Linked DNA regions of Zea mays: region 2 is linked to region 1. A link is a contact called in public Hi-C data. All regions are on one chromosome and are shown on one strand. The core of a region is the stretch at or near the end of the contact, and the rest is flanking DNA. Distances in the headings are between cores, read along the strand shown.

What was found. Hi-C and Micro-C count contacts between places; a contact is called where the count stands out from the background.
Region 2: a contact with region 1 is called in a Hi-C map of leaf, with 2.9 times the contacts expected there. The contact joins the promoter of LOC100272560 here to the promoter of LOC109621226 in region 1. A contact is called at or near these places in 7 of 25 Hi-C or Micro-C datasets (bundle sheath, ear, leaf and 2 more).

What each region holds. Positions count from the first base shown.
Region 1 is chr1:282,109,516-282,114,161 of Zm-B73-REFERENCE-NAM-5.0, forward strand. It overlaps LOC109621226 (Heat stress transcription factor A-6b), which reads right to left and starts at 2,894. Exons shown (of 3, transcript NM_001348435.1): 1 at 2,780-2,894; 2 at 1,966-2,642; 3 at 677-1,850. The coding sequence starts at 2,298. The coding sequence ends at 1,068.
Region 2 is chr1:282,274,063-282,278,290 of Zm-B73-REFERENCE-NAM-5.0, forward strand. LOC100272560 (transferase) reads right to left here and starts at 1,268. Exons shown (of 2, transcript NM_001147027.1): 1 at 706-1,268; 2 at 1-375. The coding sequence starts at 1,182.

The sequences.
Region 1 (4,646 bases), core at 1,644-4,143:
ACATGTGCAACACTTCAAAGAATATTTTAAGTTCAGCATGATGCAACATGTCATGACCCATAACATTTCGGTAAAACTAAATAATTAACCTCCACTAGTTTAAGCTATTTCTAATTAAAAGGAAAAAGAGAGAGAATTTAGAGAGAGGGAAAGCCTAGAATGAGAAAAGGAAGAATAACACATGATTTTGGATGATAATTAGAAAGAAATTTTATACCCAAAATTTGGGTGTTACAAACATCCTCTACTCTGTTACGCTCGACGCCATGGGCTTAGACCGGGACCACCTTCGTCCGACAGGAGGATGAGGACCCTTCCACGGGGTCGTCCCGGACGACCTCGCTCTAGCGAATCAACCTCTCGATCACATTCGAGACGCCGACCAACTTGAGGACTGAGACCCTCACCTTCGACCTTCGAAGTGGTTAGATTTATGGGACTTATCACACCATTCTTGGGCGACCATGTTACGTGAAGTTCATGGACATCACCAACTACACCTACCTAAAGCTCAAAATGTCGAGCCCCGCAGGCACCATCACCGATAAGCCATATTTTTCAAACTTGAAATGATTTTAGCTTTACCAAAAAAGTTGGTTTTCAGGAAAAGACAAAGCTACAACTGTTTTTTTGTCTACCTGCTCCGCCCAGAAGAATAAGAATGACACGTCAGGTACACATTTGAGAAGTGCCTTTGTTTCATCCTGATTGTAGCCGTAGCTGTAAACCCCGTAGTCGGACTAAACCGCAGCGAAGAAGCCCGCGCCATTGATAGTAAATATACGAGTAGGCTGCAGCCTTGCTGCTCGCCTGCTCCCTGATAGTAATATACGAGTAGGCTGCAGCCTCGCTGCTCCATCTTCTAGAAGCTTCGTAGTTCGACGAGCATCCCGAACATTCCTTGGCAACCGGCCAAACGCAAGCACTTTTGCAACTTGCATAGCCCCGCGACAAGAAGTCAGGCGCCGGATAAAAAACTATCGCCTACGACTAATTGCGATGCCCACTGGGAGCTTCCACTTCCATAGACCATAGTGGGTTCTGGAATGTGGAACGTTCTGGAACTTTCACTTGCCACCGGGGCTACCCGGGTTCGGGTTCAAGTGGTAGATGCTCTGCACCAGCACATCCACGTCGTCGTCCACGTCGTTGTCCACGTCAGCTCCGTTCCCCTCCTCGCCATCGCATCTGCCCTCCCTGTGCTTCTCCTCCAGGCCGAGGTTGAGCAACTTCGCCCAGAAGCTCTCCGTGTCCTCGCCGCCGCCGCCGCCGCCCCTTCTCTCCCACCGTCTCTCGTCGTCGTCCGCCTCCGCCACGCCGTTGACGCCGACCGGAAGTCCGGAAATGTAGTCGCTCACCGCCGACTCCGTGGCAGTGCCGCTTCTCTCGCCGTCGCGCGGGAGGTACTCGATGGGGCGGCGGCGCTTTCTGGAGAGCGCGTCCTCGAGCTCCCTGCGGCAGCCGCCAAGGCCCTCCCGGTCGACCAGCATCCGGATGAAGCTCGGGTTCTTCATGGCACGCGCGAGGAACACCGTCATCTGCTGCTGCTTCTGCTCCGCCGTGGTGATGCGCTTCTCCATGGCCTGCATCTGCGCGCGCGTCGCCTGCTGCTCCTGCCGCAGCTTCACCACCTCCGCGAGCAGGATCCCCCTGTCGCGCTGCAGCCGGTGCACCTCGCCGTCGAGCCCGAACTGCCCCACCTCCAGGCAGGCCGACGGCGCCTGCCCCTGCTGCGCCGACGGGCTCGACGGCGGGCGCCGGCGCTTGATCGTCCTGAGGAGCTCCCTCTGGCCACGCTGGAACCCCTCGTTCGCGAACTCCCACCTGTCCGGGTCAACCTTCCTGAACCCCTGCAACGAACGAGTCCTGCGTCACATGCCGGCGATCGACCGCCATCCACGGCTCAACAACTCAAGCATGAACAACGGAATTGAAAGCCAAGAACAGGGAGTGAACTTGACTCACGTAGGTGTTGAGCTGGCGGACGAAGCTGGAGAAGTTGCTGTGCTTGAAGTAGCGTGGGAGGATCACCAAGGCGAAGGCGTTGGCGTCCCAGACGACGAAGCTGGTTCCGGCGAACCCCCAAGAGACGATGGTGTCGGTGTTGGGGTCGTCCACGACGTCGTATGTCTTGGTCAGGAACGGAGTGGGTCCCACCTCGCCGAGTCCTTCCATCGGCCGGGGCATCTCCGGCAAGGCGACGGCCCACGAGGCCGCCGCCGCCGCCGCCGCAGACGCGCAGGTGAAGTCGAAGTCCAAGTCGAACTCCTCCTTCACAATGCCGTGGAAGGGATCCATGGCCGCAGCGCCAGCAACCCAACAAACAGACAAACGCGATCCAGCAATGGCAGAAGAACAGAGGCACGCTTGACGGAGCAGGGGGGTGGTGAAGGGAAGTCGAAAGGAATCAATCAATCAATCAATCCAAACGAACGAACGAACGAATCAAGAGCAGGTCCAAAAGAACGCGACCTTTGGCTGAAAAAAAAATGACAGCTGAACTAGCTCAGTCTGAAAATGGACTTTGTGAATGCCACAAGAGCACAAGAATTCAGTTGAGTAGAGATGGCTAGATGCAAATGTTCGCGAAAACCTGTCTCTCGACTTTAGCGGGCCCGATTAGAGAACCTCAACTGAAGGTTCTGCAAATTGGAAAGAAAAGGAAAGAAATGAGTACTGAAACTGCCCCGGCGAGAAGCAGAACTTGGCACAGAGCAGAGGAGGGGCAGACGAGGGGAGGAAGAAGAAAGCGAGTGAGAGCAACACTGCATGAACGTACAGAGCGTGAAGGACCAGAGCAGAGAGCGAGCGAGCGGGAAGTACAGTACCCCACTTCCGAGCGAGTCGCAGCTTTCCCTTTGTACTTGAGGCGGGTATACGGCGATACCGCGTCGTCGGGACCTTTACCAGTAGGCAAGTACACGCGGGCCGCCACGACGACGACTTTATACGGCCCGGCGCGAGGCCCCCACGGTACGTCGGGCACCCGGCGTCGGCGCCGAACATTCCAGACGGTTCTGGAATGGAAGGGATGGCCGCGACGCCTTCGTTTGGGGGCGTTGTTTAATCCGGGAGCGGGTAAGGTGACGTGGCGGCGAACGTTCGCGAAGGCGCGGGCGAGAGTTCTGGAAGCGTCCGCCCATCCCCCGTTCAGCTTCCCGAGCGTATTTTATTGCCGGTGCTCTCCCGCTTTTGGCCAACCCGCGGGCGACGGGTGGGGACCAGCTGGATCGCGGGAGCCGGGAGACGCTGCGCCGTCGTGCGAGCGTGCGCTCGGATTGGACCTGGACGAGAGGTGGCCGGATGTCATGTGATGTGACGCCGCAGGCGCAAGGCAAGTGGGGGTTGGTCTGCTGGACATGTCTTCTGAAACGAAAATGATACTCGTACTGGATCATCACGATTACGAGTGTGTGTTTGTTTCTAAGTTCTAATCTTTAGTCTCTAATTTAGTCTCTAAATTACTAAACACGTAGATTAAGGAAGTGTTTTGTTTCTAAAGACTAAAAATTAGACCCTGCATTTTATTTTATTTTAGTCACTAAATTGTTAAATATGAAAACTAAAATAGAGTTTTATTTTTAAATTTGACAATTTAGAAACTAAAATGTGAATAAAATAGATGGACTAAAAATTAGTCCCTAGAAATCAAACACCCCTAAAAGAGAGATTTAGTCCATAGAGGAATTAAAATTTAGTCCCTAAAAACTAAATACCCCTTACGTCACATTGAATGTTTAAATGTGACACTAAACTTTAGTCCATTCCTTTTAGTCTCTTTTAAAGACTAAACTCCTAAACAAAGAGACAAAATGAAGGAGTAAACTCTTTTAGTCTCTATTTCCTTAAGTGTGACTAAAGGGGAATAAAGCCTATTCTCGATAGTCCAGACCCCTTATTAATTGTATATACCTCTCATTAATTGCTTGCAGCAAGGGATATTTTGGTCTTTATTCATATGTATTAATGGTCTTTAGTCCCCTTTAGTTAAACAATATGGGGATTTGTCGTGGTTTCGAAAACCAAGGTGCAGTAAGATTTGTGTTCGGTGGGGAAATTAGTGCGGACTCACTTCGAATGGTGAGCCTCTGGAACTCGAGCGATGGATTAGGCTTGCGCCCTAGTCCAGTGTAGTGTTGATTGTAGTATTGCTCCAGAACGTGTTACAACTGGTGTGCTTGTGTGTTCAGAAAAGAGGGGGGTCCTTCCCTTTTATAGTTTAAGGGCTGGACTTTACAATGGGGACATGTATTCTACTCGAGGGGGCTCGGCCAGAGGCCCTTGGGTAGCGTAGGTCCTCTGATGATGTCTGTAAGGTCATGCGTAGCCGTACTCTTATCATGGCGTATTGTCCCGTCCACTCATCGTACGGGCCCTTTAGCTGGTCTTCTGCTGACATCCTCATGGTAATGTGCGGGGGGTCCCGCAGGTCAGTCGTATGGAGCAGCCATGCGTCAAGCGGTCTTGTCTATCGTCACGAGCCTGCGTCACTAGTCGGTGTGCGTAGGTGTACACCCGATATTGGTGTATCTGCTGCGCACTACCCGGTATTCAGGTCAATGTAGAAGCTCCGATGCTGAGGTACTTTATGAATAGGGCCATCCGGTCCCTTGAGGCTATGGGAGTGCGTCTGGGGACATACTTGG
Region 2 (4,228 bases), core at 18-2,517, 160 kb after region 1:
GGCGGCGCCGGTGATCCGGAGCCAGAAGAGCGCGGCGAGCGCCGCGAACGGGGTGGTGCCCGGCTCCAGGGAGGAGAGCAGCGCGCGCACCGCGGAGGCCGGGAAGTGGAACGTGGCGGAAGACATGGCGGCGGCGGCATCTGTGCTGGTGGGGGAGGCGGCGCTGGCTTTCTCGGCGAGCAGAGGCGGTGCAGGGGGCGGCGAGGTCGGGGAGACCGCCAACGCCGGCGGGTGAAGGAAGGGCGGGTACGTGCTGGTGGTCCGGCGGTGGGCGGCTGCCCAGGCGTGGAAGAAGAGAGCGGCAGCGGTGGGGTCGTTGTGGATGTGGATGCAGCTCAGCCCCAGCGCGTACGACTTGTCGGTGAACTCTGTCAGCTGCATCCATACACATGGTCACCATGGAAAATTTTAATTAAGGTCCTGTCTGGTCCCATACTGCATCTGCATCTCTGCATATACTGCCACCACTTATCAGTGATGCAGCCATGTGACGCGGCAGTACAAGAGCACAAGACATTTAATTCTGAAGCTGTTCCTACCGAATTAGAATTAGTAAGTAAATGTCACCAAACTCTAGTGCTCAACTGCCGAGCAATCAAACTAATCCAGAGAGGCAGACAACAGGATGCTCCTGCCATGAATTAGCTCACCTAACTTCACCAAGCAGAGCTAAGCTGAGATTGAATGAGTCGGTCAAGGGTGTACCTGGACGTAGAACGGAGACCAGATGTAAGGCTCGGCCCCCATGGGCTCGTAATAGAGGAGGTCCATCTCCTCGTCGCCGGTCGCCGTGGCGAGCCACTCGTCGAGCGTGACGGCCGCCCTGGCATCCACCATGCGCACGCCGGCGTCGTTGCACTTCACGACCCAACCCCGGTGCGCAGGTTCGGCGTCCGCGCTGCCTTCGCCGCGCGTGAGCCGGCCGGTCATGGCCGGGTAGAGCGACAGCACCTCGGAGAGCGACTCCTTGAGCTGCTCCCTGTCCAGGCCCGGCGCGGCGCGGAGGTAGACCACCACGTGCACCGTGTGCCGCTCCATGGCGTTGTCCAGGGGCGACAGCGCGTGCGTCTTGCCCGGCCTCACGGGCGTCACCGACGCCGCCGTCGACTTGGCGAACCGAGTCACACGGCTGCCCGGCCCGGTCGCCAGACCCGCCGCTACCGTCATCGCCGCCGAAGGCATCACTGATCTGCGCGGGCTACAGAGCACACTGGAGAGGCAGCTCACGAGATCAGTCAGATCTTACTATTGCTCGAGGCCTCGAGCTCTTTGCCGGATGGATTGGGCTGGCCGGTTGGGGACGGGGGAGATTTAAGGCGAGAAGGTGGGTAGGGTTTAGCTGTTGGTAGTTGAGCGTATTAACGAACTTTTGAATTCGCTGGACACGTGGCGGCTCGTGTATGGACAGATACTAGTACAAGTGTCAGATTGGTTGGTGGGTGGTAGGGGCGTAGGGCGTCCGGAATTAGATCAAGTCATGTGTTTCGACACTTCGCCGGTAGTTTAGGTGGTGTTTGGTTCTATAGATTTTGGAAAAAGCTGTATACTCAATATAAATTCTATTGTCAATTTATGATGAGACTGAGTTTGTGACACAAAATCCAATACAAAATTTAAAAATTGTTTGTCTAATAATTAGATTCTAGAATGAGATTCTAAAAATGAGACCTGAAAAAAAAACACCACCCTAATTTACGGGACTTTTAAATTTATGCTACCAATTGAGCACCACTACTGAGTTTTATTCCTCTCTACTGATAAAAAACTTATAGTTCTTTACTATTAGAGTGGAATAAACTAAATAGTGATATTAAACTAGGAAAACATATTTAAAACGAGTTCTAGACCATATGTTACACGAAAAGGCACAAATTGCTACACATGTCACCTAAATAATCTAGAGCTCGAATCTTGGTCAAGATAAGGTCTGGTCTTTAACGGCCATTCCTAGGTTTTGGAACAACCATCCTAGGATGGTGGAGTGTATGGGCTTAGGGTGCTAGACCAGGCTAGGCTATTGCATGGCCCCGGACCACTACCGAGAACGTGTTCCTCTCTCTCTCTGGACCTAGCCTTTCGTGATCCGAGCCTCACTCGTTACGAGGGAGGATCCCTGTAAGGAAAATGGACCCCGGGCCTTTTGGCTAATTGAGTTTTGGTGTTTGATGAACAACACAATCCGTGAACTAATAAGTTTTCTAGTGTTTATGTTTGTAGTTCACAGGATGCGAAGAGAATTGGACCAAGGCAATGAGGATGCAACACCTCAAAAGAAGACATAAAAAGATGCATAGGAGTCCAATACTCAAGAACAAAGAAGCCCGAAGAAATCAGCGAAGAAATCCAAGACTAAGGGCTGTCAGCCAGCGCCAGGTGGCGCACCGGACATCGGTGTCCGGTGTGCACCGGACTGTCCGGTGAGGCACCGGACAGTCTGCGCAGAGAGGCCGCAGACATGCGCTCTCTGGCTGTAGCACCGGACTGTCCGGTGTGCACCGGTCTGTCCGGTGTGCCAACGGGCAGAAAGGCAACGGTCGGATCCAACGGTCGACTGCTACAGGCGCCAACGGTCGGCTGACGTGGCGTGCACCGGACATCTACTGTTCAGTGTCCGGTGGTGCACCGGACTGTCCGGTGCACCCGACGACAGAAAGCTGCTGCTTTCTGTCCAACGGCTAGTTGAGGGTGTGGAGGCTATAAATACCACCCCAACCGGCCATTCTCTAGTGTGAGAGCCCAAGCAACATTCCAATACACATAGTGCATATCTCCAAGTGCTCAAACACCCAAGTGCTTAATAGAATCACTCGGTGATTAGCGTAGGTGCTTTGCGAAGTGCTTAGGTTAGTTAGACCGCTTTAGCGCTTGCTCTAGGTGAATCCTAGTTAGTTGAGTGAGTTTAGATGAACCTCACAAACCCTCGGCTCTTGCGCGAGCCGTTGTAATTGTACCGAGTGGGGCGAGAGTCTTGCGAGACCGTGACAACCGCGTTTGTGTCACGGCCGCCACCGTGTACCGGAGGGAACGAGGCCCGCGGCGTTTCGGCCGGAAGCTCGATAGTGGAGACGGCGGGGAGCGTCCGAGAGGAGCCGGAAGCGGAGCACCACTTGCGCGTGGAGAAGGCCCGCGGCTCTCTACGGAGTTACTCGACCGTGGTGCTTGGCCCTCGCGTGGGCTTCCCTTTGCGTAGGGGCACCAACGAGGATTAGTCGGGACCTTGCGCGGTTCCGGATACCTCGGTAAAAATACCGGCGTCATCCACGAGAGTTTGCTTCTCTACTTAGCTCTTTACATTCCGCATTTATATTAAGCATTTAAGTTTCAATCTTGTAGTCATACTTATTTAGTGTAGATTGGAACTTAGCCTTTTGCCGTAGAGATAGCAACACTTAGACAAAACCTAGTTTGCACATTCTAGTTTTGATTACTTGCATAGGTTTTGCTCTAGGGATTTAAATTGTGGCCTAGTTTAGTAAAAGTTTTAGAAGTCCTAATTCACCCCCCCCCCTCTTAGGCGTCACCCGTTTCCTACAATTGGTATCGGAGCCCGGTTTGGCTCATTTGAAACGCTTTAGCTTCACCGCTAAAAGAGCCGACGCTTTTTAGAGGAAGGGATGGATACCCATAGGCCACCACATTTCGACGGCACTAACTTCCCATATTATAGTGCTAGAATGGCTTGTTACCTAGAGGCCGTTGATCTAGGTGTTTGGAGAGTCACTCGTGACGGGATGAAACCCCTCAAGAATCCCGAGAAACCCACCACGAGTGAGGAAAAAGAAATTCATTTAAATGCTAGAGCCAAAAATTGCCTGTATGAATCTCTTAGCATGGATATTTTCAATCAAGTATTTACCTTGAAAACTGCTAATGAGATTTGGCTAAAATTGCATGAGCTCCATGACGGCACATCCAATGTCCGTGAGCAAAAACATTGCCTAGTCTTAAATGAGTATAATTCTTTTGCTATGAAAGATGATGAGCTTGTTAGAGACATGTATTCTCGTTTGAATCTAATAATCAATGAGCTCAACTCTATTGGCATTAATAAGCTAGGTGATGCGGACATTGTGAGGAAGATTATCTCCCTGCTACCACAACAAAAATATGGGAGCATCATCACCATCCTTCACAACATGGAGGACTTGAGCAACATGACCCCGACCATTGTGATTGGGAAAATCGCGGCCTTTGAGATGTCACGAAAAATGAGTCGGGGAGAGGAGCC